Linked DNA regions of Mus musculus: region 2 is linked to region 1. Evidence: chromatin contacts called from public promoter capture Hi-C data. All regions are on one chromosome and are shown on one strand. The core of a region is the stretch at or near the end of the contact, and the rest is flanking DNA. Distances in the headings are between cores, read along the strand shown. Region 1 overlaps Arhgef17 (Rho guanine nucleotide exchange factor (GEF) 17). Region 2 overlaps Fchsd2 (FCH and double SH3 domains 2).

Evidence for each region. Promoter capture Hi-C pulls out the DNA fragments that hold promoters and counts their contacts.
Region 2: a contact with region 1 is called in a promoter capture Hi-C map of the C10 cell line, with 2.3 times the contacts expected there. The contact joins two enhancer-like sites. A contact is called at or near these places in 4 of 39 promoter capture datasets (the 3T3-L1 cell line, the C10 cell line, HPC-7-derived erythroid cells and 1 more), 1 of 115 datasets of contacts at active chromatin or transcription factors (embryonic stem cells) and 1 of 9 other capture datasets (liver).

The regions. Positions count from the first base shown.
Region 1 is chr7:100,927,162-100,930,175 of GRCm38.p6, reverse strand. It overlaps Arhgef17 (Rho guanine nucleotide exchange factor (GEF) 17), which reads left to right. Exons shown (of 21, transcript NM_001081116.1): 1 at 1-1,607. Among named protein-coding and RNA genes, the nearest start is that of Arhgef17, 3.5 kb to the left of the region's middle. Within about 2 kb of position 1,580, at least 50 of the 459 cell types and tissues checked have an H3K27ac peak or open chromatin away from gene starts, as enhancers often do.
Region 2 is chr7:101,141,521-101,144,534 of GRCm38.p6, reverse strand. All of the region lies in intron 3 of Fchsd2 (FCH and double SH3 domains 2), which reads right to left. Among named protein-coding and RNA genes, the nearest start is that of Fchsd2, 34 kb to the right of the region's middle. Within about 2 kb of position 1,429, at least 35 of the 459 cell types and tissues checked have an H3K27ac peak or open chromatin away from gene starts, as enhancers often do.

The DNA.
Region 1 (3,014 bases), core at 331-2,830:
CCCGGCCCACCCTCAAGGACCTGACAGCTACCCTACGCAGAGCAAAGTCATTCAGCTGTTCGGAAAAGCCCATGGCCCGGCGCCTGCTCCGCACCAGTGCCTTGAAGCCTAGCTCCTCAGAGCTCCTACTGGCAGGTTCTGGGGCAGAGGAAGACCCATTGCCACTCGTGGTCCAGGATCAGTATGTACAGGAAGCCCGTCAGGTTTTTGAGAAGATACAGCGAATGGGTGCACAGCAGGACGATGGAAATGATGTCTGCCCTACAAGTCCTGACTGGGCAGGGGATATGACCCAAGGGCATCGGTCTCAGGAGGAGCTCTCTGGCCCTGAGTCCAACCTGACGGATGAGGGCATTGGAGCAGACCCTGAACCTCTTGGTGCTGCCTTTTGCAGCTTAGATCCTGCAGGAGTGTGGCGACCCCTTTCCTCTACTTCAGCGCAGACAAACCACCACCTTGGGGCCGGGACAGAAGACAGCCTGGGTGGGAGGGCCCTTGTGTCTCCTGAGACCCCTCCAACTCCAGGTGCCCTCCGCAGGAGACGAAAAGTGCCACCTTCAGGCCCTAATGGAACTGAACTAAGTAATGGGGAGGCTAGTGAGGCCTACAGGTCCCTGAGTGACCCTATTCCACAGCGTCATCGGGCTGCCACCTCTGAGGAGCCCTCAGGGTTCTCTGTGGACAGCAATCTTCTGGGCTCGCTGAACTCTAAGACAGGGCTTCCAGTGACCCCAGCTATGGATGAGGGCCTGACCAGCGGCCACAGTGACTGGTCTGTGGTTAGCGAAGAGAACAAGGACTATCAGGAAGTCATTCAGAGTATCGTTCAGGGGCCTGGTGCCTTGGGGCGTATGGGAGAAGACAGGATTGCTGGCAAGACCCCCAAGAAGAAATCTCTGAGTGACCCTAGTCGCCGTGGGGAGTTGACTGGGCCTGGATTTGAGGGCCCAGGAGGGGAGCCCATTCGAGAAGTGGAGCCCATGCTGCCTCCGTCCAGCAGTGAACCTATCCTTGCAGAGCAGTGGACAGAGCCGGAAGACCCTGCTCCTGCCAGGGGCAGGGCACAGTCAGAGAGGTCCCTACCTGCCCCACCTGCCTCCTCCACTGCCCACCATGACTTCCATCTTGACCCCAAGCTGACCAGTGTTCTCTCCCCTCGGCTCACCCGTCGAGGCTCCAAGAAGCGCCCAGCCCGGAGCAGTCACCAGGAGCTTCGGAGAGAGGAGGGCAACCAGGACCAGACTGGTAGCTTGACACAAACTCGGTCTTCCTCCAAACATGTTCGCCACGCCAGTGTGCCTGCCACCTTTACACCTATTGTGGTACCCGAGCCTGCGATGTCTGTGGGACCCCCCGTGGCTGCGCCAGAGCCTGTGGGCTTTCCTGTTAGAGGCCATCCCGCCTTGCAGGCACCATCACTTGAGGATGTGACTAAACGGTACATGCTGACCCTTCACTCTGGTGACGTTCCTGCCCCAGGTCCTGTGGACCTACCCTGCTTGCCTCCTTCTGCACCGCCCTCCACTGAGACCAAGCCCTCTGGGGCTGCCAGGGCAACTCCAGATGAGCCAGCCCCAGCGAGCAAGTGCTGTAGCAAGCCACAAGTGGTAAGTCCTTTGGAAGGAGACTGAGGGAGGGTGCATGAGAGCCATGGGCACCAACCTGACAGGAACTGAGTACTCATTAGGCAGGCTTCCAGAATCTGTCCTGGAATAGAGTTAATGGCACCTGGCTCCTGTTACCTCAGGACCTGAAGAGGCTTCCGGATGCTGCCAGTGTGGAAGGGTCTGTCTGTCTGCCCCAAGGTGTTCTGGTGGTGGTTGCAAAGGCCCTTGGAATGTTTCTCAGAGTCCTGTTTCTTAGATTCCCATGGTTCTTTGCTAGAAATGCACTAGAAGTGTGGATGCAGGTGATAACACTGAGTCAAGGCTCTGGCCTCAATGCCCGACTCTTGGCTGGTCTCATTTCAGGCCAGTTCACACGCTCTTGCCTTGAAATCTGTTCCAAAACCTGGGAGACTTAGGGACCAGCCTCACTTTAGGGATCAGCAGAGGGCTTCAGGGGTCCGACTCCAAGCTTGTTCTAGTTTCTGACCTTGGCCTTTCTTGTGGCTTAACCTCCTCATTTATAAAACTGGGTCTGAGGGATGTGGATGTTGCAGATCCACCCAGGTGGAATCCTGCAGAACTGGGAGAGTCCGTGTTTTGAGTTTGGCTAGTCCCCAGGACCAGTGCCAACACACTAGTCTTCAGCTGGAGGAGCTTCGAGGTAAAGTCGCTAGGGAAGTGTGGTGACAGACCGGCTTCTGCTGAGCCTTGGTGGCAAAGGCCCCTCAGAGGGATTGAAAACAGTTCTGATCCCTGTAGATAGGGCTGCCTCTGTGACTCAGGGTGGATAGTCTGCCCCCTCATCCTGCCTGCCTGCATCTGTTCACCTTCCCACCTTCTTCCTGTTCATCCCGGGCCTCGAAGGCTCATTCCCACCCTCCACAAAGCTCTCCCATCTCTTATCTTGCATCAGCTATGCCTGGGTTTTGGCTGTGGATTCAGACTGGCCCTAGGCAGCATCTGCCCTGGCATGGGAGAGTTGCAGCTAGCTTTGCAGCTCTGGGCTGGAAGCTGAGCTCAGGGATGGCCTGGGGTTATGTCAACTGTGGCCTGCCTCAGCTCCCACTGTGTTGCTGACTTCAGAAGCTGGGAAACCCTACACCCTGGACTAATTTGGTCACTTGGCCTTTCAGAGCTCTTCAGGGCCCTCTAACTCCCTGTCTCTGATTCTCTCCCCTCCTTTCTATTTCCCCATCCCAGGTCCTAGCTCTGCCCTTCCTTATGAAAGGGGCTAAGGATGGACAGTCAGGGAGTTGGCAGACGGGACTTTTGGACCTGGCTTTCCTTCTGAGACCTACATTAGCCGAGTCTGAGCACCGGGGCCAGCTCTGTGAGTGGAGGATGGGAGAAGGGAGTCCCAGCTTCCTTTTCCATGTAATGGGGTCCTGTGGGAGTATAGTGGGAGCT
Region 2 (3,014 bases), core at 180-2,679, 210 kb before region 1:
AAGAGTTCCACTATGAGAGGAAACATTTCATTCTCCAAAAAAAAAAAAAAAAAAAAAAAAAAAAAAAAAAAAGTTTTTCCTCTTCTTTCTGTTTTCAGTAGTTCTAAATGTTAGTTCCTTTTTCCATGGGATTAAAAGGTACCTAAGTATATGACTATGAATGGAAAAAGCAGGGGACAGAGTATTGACAGTTTTTCTGTTCTCATCTGTGTGTGAATTTTTAATACAAATTCGAGATGTAAATGCAACATACTAATGCAAGTCAAAATGTTTCAGTGAAGGCATTTTAACAGCTCAAATTTATGACAATTATAAATGAACCTACTAGATTTTTCTGGTGGAAAAAAAGGAGCAAGAAGTTGAAAGCATAAACATTATAATAAACATTGAAACATAGTGGCACACACTGTAAGTCCTAACAGTCAGGGGTTAAGGCAGGAGAAACATGAGTTCCAGGTCAGCCTGGGATACATACTGAGAGCCTGTATTTTAAACAAATAGGAAGAGAGGGAGGGAGGAGGGAACCGGGAGTTCTATCTACAAGAGTTTAAAAACCACAGCTCTGGCCTAAACTCTTCCCTCTTTCTACTCCTATGCTATGCCAGCCTAACCCCTAAACTCATTAACAGGAACAGGTTCTGGAGAAAAAAGGAATAGAAGTCGAATAAGCAATTATTTTTTACTCATTTCTTTTAAAAATGTGCTACAGAACAGCCATAGGAAGATGAAAGTCTAGCAAATCTATTTGCCCAGAAAGACCAAATTTACTCACATCTACAATTTCCTCTTATAACACAGCTTTACAACTTTAAAAATTAAACTATATAAAATTAGTTAGACTATCTTACTTAAACAAAAGTTAGCCTGTTCCTTCCAATTGTATTTCTAACACCTATGTATGACAAAAAACCAAAATACAATAAAGTCATTTTAAAAGCAACATAAATATAAAAGTAACTCCATCAATTTTGTTCTGATGGGCTTTCTGCCATAGTAGTTACCTTGTCTCCTTACTCAGAGAATGAGATGGAAGAAAAAAAGGCTTCAAGTATATAGTTTCCCTAATAGCACAGAAAAACTAACTGCTTAAAGCTGAACTGACTACACTTTAAGCCTCTATTACAGAAGGAATTTGCCAAAGAGAATTCCTAATATATATACATATACACACACACATACACACACATACACCACACATATACATATATATACACATACATACACACATGTAATCCTAATTCTCAGGTACCATGTTCAACTGTTCGTAAATTTATTTCTTAAAAGAAGGAAAATAGTTTAAAAAGAAAAGCTTTAGGTGTCAGAGGGTGCTATTACAGGGTAACTGCCAGCATGAGTATGTTTATTCTGTTTGTCCTTCAGTAAGGAGCCGCCCTTAAAAGTCCACAGTCTTTTCCTGTTCTTTCTCTCCAACCACAATAACCTTTTGTATCCTTCCTTCACTAGCAACAGTCTGCCAAAGACTGCAGGAAGTACATTAATACACAGAAGTTGCCTGTAGCAATTTCAGCTTGAGTACTGCAAATGAATTTACAAACACTTTAGTGACTAGCTATCTTTAAGCCAGATTTGGTTTTACCCTAAGATTTAGTGCAACTTGACCATCTTTTAGGGCTACTTTATTTGCAGAGATCCATTTGTTATGTTAAGTATAAACACACACACACACACACACACACACACACACACACACACGAGTCATCTGTTATTTCTGGAGAATTACAAAGTGAACTTCATAAACCATGCTTAAAAATAAAACGTTAATACTCCTGTAGGAAATTGAATCTGCCATACAACCCATAGGTTCACCACTCGAATTCTATTAAGTGTAAATTAAGTGAGAGTCAGCAACATTTCTCTTTCTTTTTTTTTAATTCCTAACACTCTTCTAAAGATGTATTACAAGTATTGGATGTGCTTGAAGGCACATCTTTCAAATTGATGTCAAATAATCCATCTCAAGTTTAAATGAATTTACACACACATACACACAGACATACTGGAAAGCTACTCATATACTATTCTATAGTACATGCTCTCCTGAAACTCATCACACACCTCCAAAGAACTGAAACTACATGCATACCTGTCTGCTTCTTCTCTTAATAAGCAATTTGCATTTTATTTAAAATTTCAAGGCAAAAATAAAATAAGTTTCACAAAAGTTAATATAAGTTAGTTAAATAGCAATGAAGCCCAAAGACCCCACCTATTCTCCGAGGTAGAACTTGGCTTTTTAAAATATTATACTGTTAGCCAGGCGGTGATGGTGCACGACTTTAATCCCAGCACTTGGGAGGCAGAGGCAGGCAAAATTTCTGAGTTTGAGGCCAGCCTGGTCTACAGAGTGAGTTCCAGGACAGCCAGGGCTACACAGAGAAACCCTGTCTCGAAAAACAAAAACAAAACAAAAAAAAAAAAATTATAGTGTTAAAGTGAGTCTTCTATATGTCCTCTGAATCTCATAAGTGCTCAATCTTTTTGGCAATCAATCTTTTGTATAGAGAACACCAGTATTACTATTAAAAATCTGTAAGTGGGGCTGGTGAGATGGCTTAGTGGGTAAGAGCACCCGACTGCTCTTCCAAAGGTCCAGAGTTCAAATCCCAGCAACCACATGGTGGCTCTCAACCATCCATAACGAGATCTGATTCCCTCTTCTGGAGTGTCTGAAGACAGCTACAGTGTACTTACATATATATAAATAAATAAATATTTAAAAAAAAATCTGTAAGTGACAATAAAGAATGGACATCTGACCAAAATGCCATGTTAGTGGTTTTGAATAGAAAGAATTTAGGATAGCTGACTGGAAGACTACATATATCCACAGAGAGAAGTACAAGAACTACACCCACCCCACTCCCTTTGTGAGCGTTGTTATATCCATAATATCTAGAAATGTATTCGGTGTTTTGTCAATGTATGAAAAGATTTTTAAATAAACATGTAATTTTAAGATAGTGTATCATTAGCTTAAGAATGTAGCAAAAGGA